Linked DNA regions of Sus scrofa: region 1 is linked to region 2. The links are chromatin contacts, called in public Hi-C maps. All regions are on one chromosome and are shown on one strand. The core of a region is the stretch at or near the end of the contact, and the rest is flanking DNA. Distances in the headings are between cores, read along the strand shown.

What was found. Hi-C and Micro-C count contacts between places; a contact is called where the count stands out from the background.
Region 1: a contact with region 2 is called in a Hi-C map of alveolar macrophages, with 1.9 times the contacts expected there. The contact joins the promoter of AIF1 here to the promoter of PSORS1C2 in region 2. A contact is called at or near these places in 2 of 5 promoter capture datasets (fetal liver and liver), 4 of 47 Hi-C or Micro-C datasets (alveolar macrophages, blood and heart right ventricle) and 1 of 2 datasets of contacts at active chromatin or transcription factors (alveolar macrophages).

Annotation. Positions count from the first base shown.
Region 1 is chr7:23,724,776-23,731,316 of Sscrofa11.1, forward strand. AIF1 (allograft inflammatory factor 1) reads left to right here and starts at 4,393. Exons shown (of 6, transcript NM_001129950.1): 1 at 4,393-4,491; 2 at 4,686-4,747; 3 at 4,855-4,921; 4 at 5,253-5,294; 5 at 5,501-5,663; 6 at 6,209-6,411. The coding sequence starts at 4,467. The coding sequence ends at 6,293.
Region 2 is chr7:23,537,227-23,544,601 of Sscrofa11.1, forward strand. PSORS1C2 (psoriasis susceptibility 1 candidate 2) reads right to left here and starts at 4,687. Exons shown (of 2, transcript NM_001123171.1): 1 at 4,636-4,687; 2 at 3,518-3,873. The coding sequence starts at 4,687. The coding sequence ends at 3,518. It overlaps CCHCR1 (coiled-coil alpha-helical rod protein 1), which reads right to left. Exons shown (of 18, transcript XM_021098445.1): 18 at 6,693-7,015. The coding sequence ends at 6,903.

The DNA of each region.
Region 1 (6,541 bases), core at 3,143-5,642, 190 kb after region 2:
GTGAGCTGTGGTGTAGGTCGCAGATGCAGCTCGGATCCTGCATTGCTGTGGCTGTGGTGTAGGCCGGTTGCTGCAGCTCCAATTAGACCCCTAGCCTGGGAACCTCCATATGCTGCGGGTGCAGCCCTAAAAAAGACAAAAGACAAAAAAAAAAATGACAAAGTTAAAAAATTACATTGAGTTATCAAAATATTAATAAAATGTTAGGATGTACTTATTACCACATTAAGGATGAGATTTAAAATACAGGCCAGTTGGGAGTTCCTTAGTGGTGCAGTGGGTTAAGGATCTGGTATTGTGGCAGCTGTGGCATAGGTCACAGCTGCAGCTTGGATTCCATCCCTGGCCTGGGAATTTCCAAATGTCCCCAGGTGTGGCCATAAAAAAAAAGTTCTATCGGTGCAAAAGATGTTGCTGGCTTGATAAGAACTTTAAACTGGGAAGTGATCTTTGACAAGGAAACATGAGCAACGTTGGAGGTGAGAGAGGATGTACAGTTTTTTCTTTCCCAAATGCACAGAAACCTATTCCCTGGGTTTCTGAAACCTGGAAGAGGACACAGTCAGGTAGTGTTGGTCACCTAGAGAGAAGCATCGCCTGCAGATGGAGGTTTCAGCCAGCAAGGTCTGAGGTGACCTTGGGGGAAGGTGGCCAACGGAATGAATACTCTTCACTTCACGTCCTCCCTCCCACTGTTCTCCCGGCAGGCTCTCCATCAGACAAAACCAGCCAGAAGCCAGAGGTGCCCTTGATGTCGTCCCTACAGACTAGTCTCCTGGGGCAGAGAGCAGAGCGGGAGGAGAGGAAAAACAGGGGCAAACAGAAGACATCCAGGCCCCTGCACACAGACAAGCTTTCTGGCCAGTGTATTTTCTTTGTGTGGGCTCACAAGGGGCCTAATTCTAACCAGGAGTTCCCCTGGAGAGCAGGGGACCGTAACGATAGGCCCTTAGCGACATGGTGCCTGTCCCATAAAGGGCTGTAATCTCACGGTCCCATAAGGGTTCTAGTGATTCATTTCCTGAGTCAGCTCAGCATTCTCTCCCTGACTGCTCAACTGGACGCCAACACCTCTGGCCTCAGTGACTCCTTATTCCTGCCTCCAAGACTCACCAGCCCCACGACCTACTGACCCAACTTAAGCCATGTTGACACCTTCAGCGAGTTCAGCAAGCCCTGTAGGCTCAGGAGTCACCCTATTGCTTTAGGGCCTACGGCTCTCAACATTGAGGCATTTGTTAAAAAGCTATTGCTGGGCCATACCCAGAGAGTTTCTGATTTGTAGCTTTGGGCTGGAGCCCAACAATGTGCCTTTTTTTTTTTTTTTTTTTTTTTTTGAGGGCTGCACCCATGACATATGGAAGTTCCCAAGCCAAATCAGAGCTGTAGCCTCCTGCCTATGCCACAGCCACAGCAACGCCAGATCTGAGCAACATCTGCGACCTACACCACAGCTCATGGCAATGCTAGATCCTTAACCCACTGAGCAAGACCAGGGATTGAACCTGCGTCCTCATGGTTACTAGTCAGATTCGTTTCCACTAAGCCACAACAGAAACTCCCTTTCTTTTTTTCCTTTTTTTTTTTGACAATGTGCATTTCTAACATGTTTCCTTATGATGCTGGGGCAAGGACCATTGGGCAAGAACTACTGCTTTAAGGAGATTCTGCGTGTCTCTGCTCAGATCTAGATTTTGCAGCCTACCTGTCAGAGAGTTCCCTATATCCATTATTTCCCGGTTCTCAGTGGATTCCTTGCTCCCTGGCAGCTCCCTGCCCAGAGGCCCCACCTCCCCTTCAGCCCTGACTGTGGTCAGAGACCTAGCCCTCTCTGTGGTCCAGGGGGCCAGGACCTGGGTGTGGGTGGGAGGCATCTTCTTGAATCTCTGTTCTTCACAGACTCTCCCCACATCTGTGTGTACCAGAGGAGTTTTTTTTTGTTGTTGCTGCTGTTGTTCCTTTTTAGTTTCATTTTTGTTTTGCTTTTTGTTTTGTTTTTAAGGGCCACTCCCAAGGCATATGGAAGTTCCCAGAAGAGGGGTCGAATTGGAGCTGCAGCTGCCAGCCTGCACCACAGCCACAGCAACTTGGGATCTGAGCCGCGTCTGCAACCTACACCACAGCTCACGGTAACACCAGATCTTTAACCCACGGTGATGGAACCCGCATCCTCATGGACACTATGTTGTGTTCTTAACCCACTGAGCCACAATAGGAACTCCTATATTTGTTTATTTTTATAAACGATTTCCCAATTAGACCGTCCCTGAGGACAAGTGTTTACATTTATTTGGTTCACTGGACTTATAAACGTGCGGGCACCTAGTTAAGTACTCAATAAATATTTCTTTCTTTTTTTTAAGCTATTTTTATTTTTTATTATTTTTTATTTTTTGTCTTTTTAGGGCTGCACCTGTGGCATATGAAGGTTCCCAGGCTAGGGGTCAAATTGGAGCTGCAGCTGCCATCCTACACCACAGTCACAGCAACACCAGATCCAAGCTACGTCTGTGACCTACACCACAGCTCATGGCAACTCTGGATCCTTAACCCACTAAGCGAGGCCAGGGATCAAAACTGCGTCCTCATGGTTACTAGTCAGATTTGTTTCCACTGAGCCACGACGGGAACTCCAATAAATATTTCTTAAATGAATGTATGAATAAGAAATGAATTCCCCACCAGGCACCGAGGCCATGGGGAGGAGGGCAGGGTGGCTCCTTTCTCTTCAGGGGGAGAGGCAGCTGCAATAAAGGGAAGTCAAGAGGTCACAGTCCCCTCCCGCATCTCCCCACTCCCCATGGGTAAGGGCAGGGGCCGTGAGAAGTCAAAACTCGGGCCAGGGCATTTAGACAAACGTGTCTCAGTGAGGGGAATGCTCTGTCCTTGCCTCCCCTAGAAGCCACTAGCCAGAAAGAGCAGCAGCAGGGGTAGAGAGTGTTTATCAGAGGCTACACCCCACTCTGTGGAACCCACAGGGGCCAGCACCCCCCCCAACAAACACCCCTAATGTCAGCGTCTGCCCCTGGCTCTTGTATCCACCAATGCTGTCTCTCGAGAAGCACCACATTCCTCCAAAGAATCTACCTAAATTCTCGAATTCCAGAGCTCTGTAGATTTTACTGAAAATCTCAAAGAAGATAAGATGAGGGGATGACATTGCACATCCTAAAGCAAGACTTCTTTTTTTTTTTTTCCTTTGGCGTCTCATCTCAGTCTTTCCTCTTCCTGAGCCCAGCCGGGCACTGGTATCCTCTTGCCATTATATTGCCATTAGAGAAGGAGCCGGGGGAAATTACTGACTCAGACGGAACTCTCTTTTGTTTTGTTTTGTTTTGTTTTGTTCCGTTTTGCTTTTTAGGGCCACACATGTAGCATATGGACATTCCCAGGCTAGGGGTTGAATGGGAGTTGCAGCTGCCGGCCACACACCACAGCCCCAGCAATGCAATTCTGAACCGTGTCTGTGACCTACACCACAGCTCTCAGCAACACCAGATCCCCAATCCACTGCCGGAGGCCTGGGATCCACCCTGCATCCTCTCGGATACTATTCAGATTCCTTTCCGCTGAGCCACAATCGGAACGCCCCAACAAAGACTTCTTTGCTAGGAGTTCCCGTCGTGGCACAGTGGTTAATGAATCCGACTAGGAACCATGCAGTCGCGGGTTGGATCCCTGGCCTTGCTCAGAGGGTTAACGATCCAGCGTTGCTGTGAGCTGTGGTGTGGGTCACAGATGCGGCTCGGATCTCAAGTTGCTGTGGCTCTGGCATAGACTGGTGGCTACAGCTCCAATTAGACTCCTAGCCTGGGAACCTCTGTATGCCGCGGGAGCGGACCTAGAAAAGGCAAAAAGCCAAAAAAAGAAGACTTCTTTGCTAGACATCGCCGTATTCCCAAGGGACTCTGGAGCTGCAAGGCTGGAAGTGAAGTTTCTCCTCTTCCCAGACCCTGCATCCCTCTCACCCCCTCCCAGATCTGCAGGAGACTTCCGGCTCTTCAGCTTCTCCTCCAATCCACGCAGAGAAATTCAGTCCGACTCGCTGTCCAAACCTGCATGCCCAGACTTGTGAGACCCACGTCTTAGTCATGTGAACCTCCAGGCCTGAGCAAAGACCCTTCGTTCCTGAGAAGAACCGCCCGTGAGGTCTGACTACCTTCCCCCTTACCTCTGATGTCTTATCAAAATATTTCTTTCACAAACAAGGATCCCCTTAAGAGGAATGAAGAAGAATGCTAGTTCTCATTTCCTTTCTACCTCCAGTCCCTCTTCTTCCTGGGTGCTAGTGTCAGCAGAAGCCGATGGGGAAGTGAGGCCTGGGACTTAGAGGAGGAGGGAATGGGGCGAAAGGGGAAGTTTGGGAGGAAGGCCTCCAGGCAGCTGCTGGGAGAGGAGAGCCGGCAGACAGAGAGGTGGCAGCCTGGTCTGTCTCCTCCAGCATCTCCACCAGCATCGGCTGAGCTATGAGCCAAACCCTGGATTTACAGGGTAGGGAAGGTGGCAAAGGCAGGCTCCTAGGAGGGGAGCAAGGAGATGGACGGTCCTGGGCTGGGGGGGCCAGGAAGCTGGCTCAGGAAGGCAGGACAGGGATGGCCTCAGGCTGGGCTTGGGGGTGAGTAGGAGAAGTGGGGGTGGCGGCCAGGGGTGGGGGGGCGGTTACATGAACCTTTGCGCCCCTGCAGGAGGAAAAGCCTTCGGGCTGCTGAAGGCCCAGCAGGAAGAGAGACTCAATGAAATCAATAAGGTAAAGGAAGAACTAAGGGGCAGGGCCTGGGTTTGGGGGGGGAATGTGGGGCGCGGGTAGTGGCTGGACCTAGAGGGCCTACCCGGGCTCTCGCTGTCCCCTCACAGCAATTCCTGGATGATCCCAAATATAGCAGTGATGAGGACCTGTCCTCCAAACTGGAAGCCTTCAAACGTGAGGGGAAAATTCTAGGGGTGGTGAAGGGGGAGGAAAGGATTTCCCCATGAAGGAGAGAGGGAACTGCAGAAACAAAGTTTGCTTTGGGGTGGCTGCCTCTACTGCCGCCCTTCTTATACTCTGTCCCTGACCTGCCCTTCTCAGCAGCACCTCTAGTTCTCTGCACCTTAACAGGGCCCCTCAACTTCCCAGCTCCCATGTCCTCTACCCGCCCTACTTCCTCTTCCTGGGGGGCGGGGACCCCACCTAGGCGAGGTCAGCAGCACCCTGCCCCAGCCTGTGACCCTCTGGCCAGTGCTTCCTCTCTCGGCTTTCTCCCCTCACCCAGAGAAATACATGGAGTTTGACCTGAATGGAAATGGTGATATTGGTGAGAAAAGGGTGATGGGGGCGGGGTGTGCAGAAAGAGGGAGGGGGAGGGCTTTCCCACAGCACTCCATTCCCCCCCCCCCCCCCCCCCCGTGCCCTAGGGGGAGGGGGGAAGGGCTGGGGTAAGAGGAGGGGGAATGGGAGTGAGGAGGTGGAGGGGACAGAGGGACAGGCTCCCCCTTCTCTCACCCCATCCTCTGCCTCCAGATATTATGTCCCTGAAACGAATGCTGGAGAAGCTTGGGGTCCCCAAGACCCACCTGGAGCTAAAGAAATTAATCAAGGAGGTATCCAGTGGCTCTGGGGAGACTTTCAGCTACTCTGACTTTCTCAAGATGATGTTGGGCAAGAGATCTGCCATCCTAAAAATGTGAGGGTCCATTTCCATGCCCCCCATACTGACCTGTTTTCTCTCCCCCTACCTCCACCGCCAGACTCACCTTCTACCCACTATAGCACATATTTCTTCTGCCTTTTTTTTTTTTTTAGGGCCGAATCCACGGCACATGGAAGCTCCCAGGCTGGGGTCGATTCAGAGCCACAGCTGCCGGCGGACGCCACAGCCATAGCAATACGGGATCCGAGCCGCATCTCCAACCTACACCACAGCCCACAGCAACGCCAGATCCTTAACTCACTGAGTGAGGCCAGGGATTGAACCTGCAACTGCTCACGGTTACTAGTCAGATTTGTTTCTGCTGCGCCACAACAGGAACTCCTCTACTGTCTTTTGAGAGACACTTCCCGGGTCCTATCCCATCCATGGTTCCGGTCCCCACAGCCCCCCTCCTGCCCTTCCTCCTTCTCCTCCCCCTTCACAGCCCTCATCCTTTTCTGGACTTTCGCAGTGACCTAAGACTTGTTTTCTTGAGAGAGCTCTCCCCTGATCCCCGCGTCTCTTCCCATCTCTACCAGGATCCTGATGTACGAAGAGAAAGCGAGAGAACAGGAAAAGCCAACGGGTCCTCCGGCCAAGAAGGCTATCTCTGAGTTGCCCTGATTTGTGGTGGGGGAGTTGTGGTGGAATTGAAGGGGCTTCTAATGACCCCAACATGGAAAAAGAAGGCCAACTTGTGAGCCAGAGCCAATCTAATTTAAATAAATCATCTTCCGTCGTATCAACTCAGCTTGGTCACTGTTTGGGAGGCTGTTTCCCCCCCCTGGATCTGAGAAGGAGAGAAGCATCTCCGAGGGAAGGGTGGCAAGATTTGCCCCTATGAGCAATCCATCAACAAGTTTTTAGTATGT
Region 2 (7,375 bases), core at 3,437-5,936:
TCGGGCAGCGAGTGGGCGGGGGATTCCAAGGGCCCAGCCTCTGCGCCTGCGGCCCCGGGGTGGCGGGGGCGGGGCTTCCCTGGCAGCTCCTCCCACCTTGACACTTGTTTTCCCCGCGTCTTCTGCTCTGGACCGCCTCCTGCAAGCCTCCCGTGACTACGCCCGGTCCCGGTGCGTGACTTTCTTCTGAACTCTTAGCGTTTACTATCGAGGCTCTTACTTTGGTGCCTACTCATGTAATTATTTAGTTAATGTGTCTTACAGTTTGTAACATTGTCATTTAACTTTGCATGTAAATCCTGTCTCCCCACCTTCACTCCCCGGCTCAATTTTAAGCTTTCTGAGAGTGGAAACTGTGTGTTTTTTTTCTTTATATTCTCCCATGGCCCCCAACATTGATGGAATATTAAGGGTATAACATAATGATTAGTGAATTAATCTAGTCCACGTTGGGGCTGTTGAGTCACAGGCTCACCCCTATAATTAAGTGTTCTAAGATTATTTCCAAACACTAAAGCATAGGGTTGTTTTGTTTTGTTTTCAAACCAGTCACATATAGGTTTGCAAACTGGGTCCTAAAGGGTGGATTTAAGGTCACAGAACCCTCATTTCTTTAAGCCCCTCTTCAACCCCACCCTGGCCAGCCACTTAACTGACATTAGGCCACTGGGATCGCTAGGCTTCTCCTCTTCCAAATTTCCTGCTCAAATACTCCCTTAAATAATTGGCGGGCGACGGGGGGGGGGGGGGGGGTTCCCGTTGTCCTGTGACACGGTGGGTTAAGAATACAGCATTGCCCCAGCTGCTGCTGGAATTTGATCCATGGTTAAGAAACTTCCATACGTGGCAGGGGAAGGCAGAAAAAAAAATTAGGGAAACTATGTACCCCTTACACATTGTTATTATTTATTTATTTATTTGCCTTTTTTTTTTTAGGGCCTCACCTGCTGCATATGGAGATTCCCAGGCTAGGGGTCCAATCAGAGCTACAGCTGCCAGCCTACCCACAGCCACAGCAACGTCAGATCTGAGTGGCATCTGCAACCTACGCCACAGCTCATGGCAACACCAGATTCTTAACCCACTGAGCAAGACCAGGGATCAAACCCGCAACCTCATGTGCCACTATAGGAACTCCCCCCGTAAACATTTTTAAATCAACAACTTTTTTTTTTCTGCAGTGTGCGGTGGCTTGATGTGGTTTCTCAGTTCCCAGACCAGGGATTGAAGCCAGGCCACAGCAGTGAAAGCACTGAGTCCTAACCACTAGGCTACCAGGGAATGCCCAACAACTTTTTTTTTTTAGGGCCTCACCTGCAGCATATGGAAGTTTCCAGGCTAGGGGTCGAATCAGAGCTACAGCCACCAGCTTATGCCAGAGCCACAGCAATGTGGGATCTGAGCCACATCTGTGACCTACATCACAGCTCACGGCAATGCCGGATCCCGACCTGCCCATATTGCAGAGGGTTTACTTTCTCAGGAATTGTAAATACGTATTTAAAAGTCTTTTTTTTTTTTTTTTTTTTTTTTTGGAGGCAGGGGTGTTTTGCAGCATGTGGAAAATCCTGGGCCAGGGATTTAACCTGGGCCACAGCGGCGACCTGAGCTGCTGCAGTGACAACCCTGGATCCTTAACCCACCGCACAAGAGAACAACAAAAGTCATATCACTCTTAAGCGTAGTGGATGGAATATAACACCACAGCCATCTCATGTTTGTGACCACCCTTTTAATAAGTGAACATGTCCATTAGCCAGTCAGCAAATTTACCACATTTCTTTTTCTTTTTAGTTCCTTTTTCCATTCCACTTTCCCTGTAGAGTTTTATCCTCATGAAATACTTTTTTTTTATTGTATCAGGCAGCATGTCATTGTATTTTAGTGTATTCTTGGAAAGTTTTTTATTGTATATCTCTGTAACAAAAATATGGACATAAATTGAAATTTACTTCCCATGACCATAAGACTCTTAAGTGTTAACAGTGAGTTTATAATTACAATTATTGCAAGATACAGTTGATCAAAACTATAAATATTAGCAGTGATTAAACAGAAAAGTAAACTTTTACTGAAATAATGAGATGGAAAAGCCTGGTTTTTATTTTCCATTGACTTCCATTTGGTGGCTCCAGGAAGAGCTCCCTGGTCTGGTTTGGGTTGGCGAGAAAGCTCAGTTTCCTCTGTCTCCAGCAGGAAGGGTGGTTTGTTAATGGAGGCAGGTGGAAAAGGAGAACACAGTTCTCTGCCCGATTCATTTTAGGAAGGGACACACATACTTCTGGAAATTGTTCCTCTTAAAACTTGGCCCTGGAGTTCCTTTCATGGCTCAGCAGTTAACGAACCGGACTAGGATCCATGAGGATTCAGATTCTATCCCTGGCCTCACTCAGTGGGTTAAGGATCTGGCGTTGCCATGGGCTGTGGTGTAGGTCACAGATGTGGCTCGGATCCCGAGTTGCTGTTGCTGTGGCTCTGATTCGATCCCTAGCCTGGGAACTTCCCTAGCCAGGGCCACCTATGGCCCTGAAAAGCAAAAAGACAAAAGACAAAAAAAATTTTGGCCCTGCTCACAGGCCCCTGGGAAAGTTTTCATGTTTAGCTAGAGGTATGCAAATCCTAAGCTATTAAAAGAGGGATTTAGCTTGGTTTCTCATTGTCCAAAATAGAGGTCCCGGAATGGGGGACTTGTAACTGATAGTTGCATTTCCAACCCTCCATCTACTGAGCTCCACATCCTTATGCATACGGGCAAGACAGGAACTCACACGACTTCCGGATCTCTGCAGGTTTGTGGATATGAGGAGGGCATCTGAGTGGCCATAGACCTGCTTGTTGGCAAAGAAACAGCCTAAGGAGTTCCCTTCATGGCGCAGCAGAAACAAATCCGACTAGGACCATGAGGTTGCAGGCTTGATCCCTGGCCTCGCTCAGTGGGTTAAGGATCTGGCGTTGCCGTGAGCTCTGGTGTAGGCTGCAGACAGATCTGGCGTTGCTGTGGCTGTAGCTCCAACTGGACCCCTAGCCTGGGAACCTCCATATGCCGCAGGTGCGGCCCTAAAAAGACAAAAAAAAAAAAAGAAAAGGAAAAGAAAAGAAAAGAAACAGCCTAGATTCAAAACTAAGAAAACGGTTTTTTATTTTTCCATTTCATGGAAGCACTATCATCTCCTGGTAGTTCCCAGCTGATGGCCACCAGGTGGCAGCAGAGAACACAGTGCTGCCGGCCCTGCCCAGAGAGTCCGGTGGAGGAAGAGGTGGTGGGAAGGGTGAGGACTCCACTGAGGGTAGAGTTAGAGGTTATAGGTTTGGGCTGACAGAGACAAAAAGAGGGGTAAGGTGGGGGCTAATATAGATCCCAGGAGGGAACAAAAAATACCGAGAACACCTTCCGGGTTCAGGAATAAGGAAAGGATTAAGAAGTTAGGCTCAGTTGAAGAGAATTCAAGGCAAGTGGGAAAAGAGCTGAGCTGGAGGGCCCTCTGCCTGGAGGCACAGGATGCCTCTGGGGATCCCATTATCTGTACTCCTCCCGGGGTGGGTCAAGGTCTGGCTCCTCTCGGGATCCGTGGTCCACCTCAGGGGCAGGTGGCCAGGGGTTTTCTGGAGGCTGGGGTCCTGCTGGCCAGGGGTCGTCAGGCCGGGGAGGTTGAGGGGGATCAGTACTAGGGGGTTCAGGAGGCCAGACTCCAGATTCAGGCAGGTCTCTCCAGGGACGATTGGGCCCTGGAGCTGGAGGGTCCTCAAAGATAGGAGGTACCCCTGGCCAAGGGTCACCGGGGATTGGGGGGCCCCGAGGCAATGTTGGGGAGCCCTCCTCCTCTGAGGCCTCCGTGGATGGGGGAGATGGGTGGTCTCCGCTGCCTGAGATGCCTGTAGAGGAGGAAGGAGAAAAGTAAGAGGCAGTAAGGGCCAGCGACCCGCCCCAGGTCCCCCCCAAACTTCAGGCCCAGGGGGCACGACTTCTCAGGGATGGACTTCAGTCAGCCGATCCCACAAACCTCAAAGTAACTCTCAGAGAGCTCTCTGCACATTCACAAAATTCCAAAGTGATCTTAAAAATGACATAAAAACCTTGTCTTGAACCATTACCTGGACCAACTTTAAACTGTCAGGACCCTCCTCCCTCTACATAAGCTCCATCCACAACTGGGACACCCAGCTGGCATGGCCCCTGTGCTGGTCTGCAGTCCCAAAGCGGCCTACACTCTGGCCCCATGTGGCACCCAGACCCCACACACCTGAATTCTGATTTTTTTGATGTGTGTTGAGGGGGGGCGCGGAGAGGGAGTGCTTGAGGCATGTGGAAGTTCCCAGGCCAGGGATCAAACCCACGCCCCAGCTGCAACCCAAGCCCTAGCAGTGACAATACCAGATTCTTAACCCAATGTACCACCAGGGAACTCCATGAATTCTGATCTAAATCACCACAGGGAGCTACACTCAAACCAGCCAAGCATTTGGTCTGAGCTAAAATGTACCTTCCGGCATCACCTGCATCCCCTTTGCTCTTACCCTCACATGAATTCTCCGAATCTCCCAGAATCTCCTCTGTGCATCCATGTCACCCCCGCCTCATTTTGACCATCCCCCATCCCCCCCAAACTGCACTCCAGACCTCTACTCCCAGCTCACCTCCGGCGAACAGGCAAAGGACCAGGATCCCCAGTAGCTTCCAGTTGAGCATCTTGGCTGTCTCTTGGCCCCCAAAGTCGGGGGGGTAGGCTGAGTCTGGTTGCCCAGGAACCCCAAGAGGCTTTATAGGGAAGGCAGGAGGGGAAGAGGCCAGTCTCTGGGGAGGGGCTGGCCCAGTGACACAAGGAATCACACGGGAATCTAACTGGTCAAACCCGTTTGGAAGGCCATGGCTAGTGTGTAACCTGTGATGGTGGCGTCCCTCATTTTAGTCCCCCAGCTCAGGACCCAGCCATCCAGGCTTTATCGGTGACCTAGACCTTGGTCATCCCAACTTTGCACATCCCCTTCTGCAGCAGTTTTAATAACAGGGCCTTCCCTTTGCATCCCTCAAGGCCAGCGGCGGCCAAGGAATGGGAGCAGCCTCGCGTGGGGAAGCAGTGTAATTACAGGGGCTGGGAGGCAGGAGGCCGCGTGGGGGTGGGCGATCGGGGGCACAGGGAGGGGTGGATGGGGACGGTGAACCTTTTCAACAATGGGCTGCAGCTAGGACAGTCTCAGCTAGCACAGGTTCCCCCGCCCACCCAGGGTGAGGCCTCTTCCTGGGGCTCAGTTCTTTTCCTGGAATTGCCGCCTTCCAGCCTGTGCCTTCCCCAGGTGTAGGAGGCCTCCAAGGAGTTTCATCCAAGAGTCACCTGGGGTGACTGCAGATCAGGAAGGAAACATGAGGACCTCCTGATTCCTTCTCCCCACCCCAGGGCTGGTTCCGGGTTACACCGGAAGCTGACTCAGCTCCCCTCCTCCCGCTGGAATCCTCTTCACAGCCCTTCTGCCTCCCTCTCCTGGTCCTTGGCGAGAGCTCTGTGCCCACCCGCCTCCTCTCATCCTTCAGATGTCACTAAATGGGGTCTGTGTCTCTGAGAGCCCTCCTAGAAACTTTCTTCAGTAATGTGCCCAGAGCAGAACTCACCTCCTCACCAGGCTGTCCCATGTCCCCCTCGCCCTGGTCTGCTTCCGGCAGGAAGGGACACCACTGTCCCCCTGCGCTTCCTTCCTCTCTCTCCTCATCCCTCGGCCACACCCTAAACCGTCCTCCCCAGCCAGCCAACAGACCCCTTTAAAATGTAAATCGGAATTGTGCCAAAGTCCCCAGGTTAAAAAGCACTCCAAGGAATTCCTGTTGTGGTGCAGCAGAAAGGAATCTGACTAGTATCCATGAGGATGCGACTTCGATCCCTGGTCTCTGTCAGTGGGTTAAGGATCCAGTGTTGGCTTGAGCTGTGGTGTAGGTCGCAGACTCGGCTAAGATCCTGAGCTGCTGTGGCTGTGGTGCAGGCCAGAGGCTGTAGGTCTGAGTCAACCCCCAGCCTGGGAACTTCCATATGTCACATGTGGCCCTAAAAAAGCAAAACAAACAACAAAAAAGCACTGCAAGGACTTTCTATGGCCTTAGAGTAAAATCCAAGCTCCACTAGGTCCTGGCCTCTCCCTGCAGCATCCTCCCTCCACACGGGCCGCGCTTGTGCTTCTCCCAAGTGGAGGCACAGCCTGGTCCTCGCCTGACCCCGGCCTCAGCACATCGGGCCTGAGAGGCCTCGCCTGTCCCTTCATCTGATGCTGCCCCTCCCCACAGAGCCAGGCTCTTATCTCGTCACTGTGATCTTTTTCTTCTCTTCATAGCACTTATTGTTTGAAATGTTGATTTGTTCTTGTGGAAACTTGGTTGAGTCTGTCTCTTCCATGGGAGTGTAAGCACCACAGGAGCAGAAACAGGTCCGTCAACACGGTGGCTTCCTGGCAGGATGCCACCTGGCTGTGCGACACCAGCTGAACCAGTGAAGGTTTATATCTGCCTCACTCCCGGCACTGACCATCTTCCAGACAATTCCAAGCTCTTTAAAGCGCTTTAAAACACAAGTTGGGAATTAAAAAAAAAAAATCTGGAGCTTCTCAAAACAAACTTTGAGCAGCCCGGGAAAGGGATTTTGGAAAAGGAGCCATGTCGTGAAAGAGCCTGTGGGAGGGACCACTTCTCACATTGCCTAGACAAGAGAGGCTGCAGAGAGAAAATTCCCTTTATTCCTAAAGAGAACTGTCCAAACAAAGGCTCCTGCTGTAGGCATCATCTTTAGTGAGTCACGGGAGAAATCACAGACATCTTGGTGCCTGTTGTCCTGACGGTGGCCAGATGGGGAAGGGGCTGGGCGGGACCCCCCCACTCTGGGGCCCACTTCTCCACCATCCTCATCCTTGGTCATCGCAGCTGCTCAGAGGCAGACTGAAGTAGAAGAGGTCTGGTTCTCTCCTTCACAAAGAGCCTCCTCTTTGGAAATGGCCTCACTCAGGCCCTGCAGGTCATCCAGCAGGTCGGAGAGGGATCCTAAGAAAGAAAACCCTGGAGTTCCCAGTGTGGCGCAGCGGACACACATCTGACTAGTATTCAGAAGGGTGCAGGTTTGATCCCTGGCCCTGCTCAGTGGGTTAAGGATCCCGTGTTGCTGTGAGCTGGGGTTTAGGCTGCAGTTGTGGCTCAGATCAGGTGTGGCCGTGGCCGTGGTGTAGGCTGGCAGCTGTAGCTCCAATTCAACCCCTAGCCTGGGAACCTCCATATGCTGCAGGTGCGGGCCTAAAAAAGGAAAAAAAAAAAAAAGTAGACCCAGAGGGACAGGAGGCTGTTAGGTCAAGATGCAGAGGAACAGGGCAGCCTCGGGATGTAAGGGTGATGAAGGAGAAGGCTCCT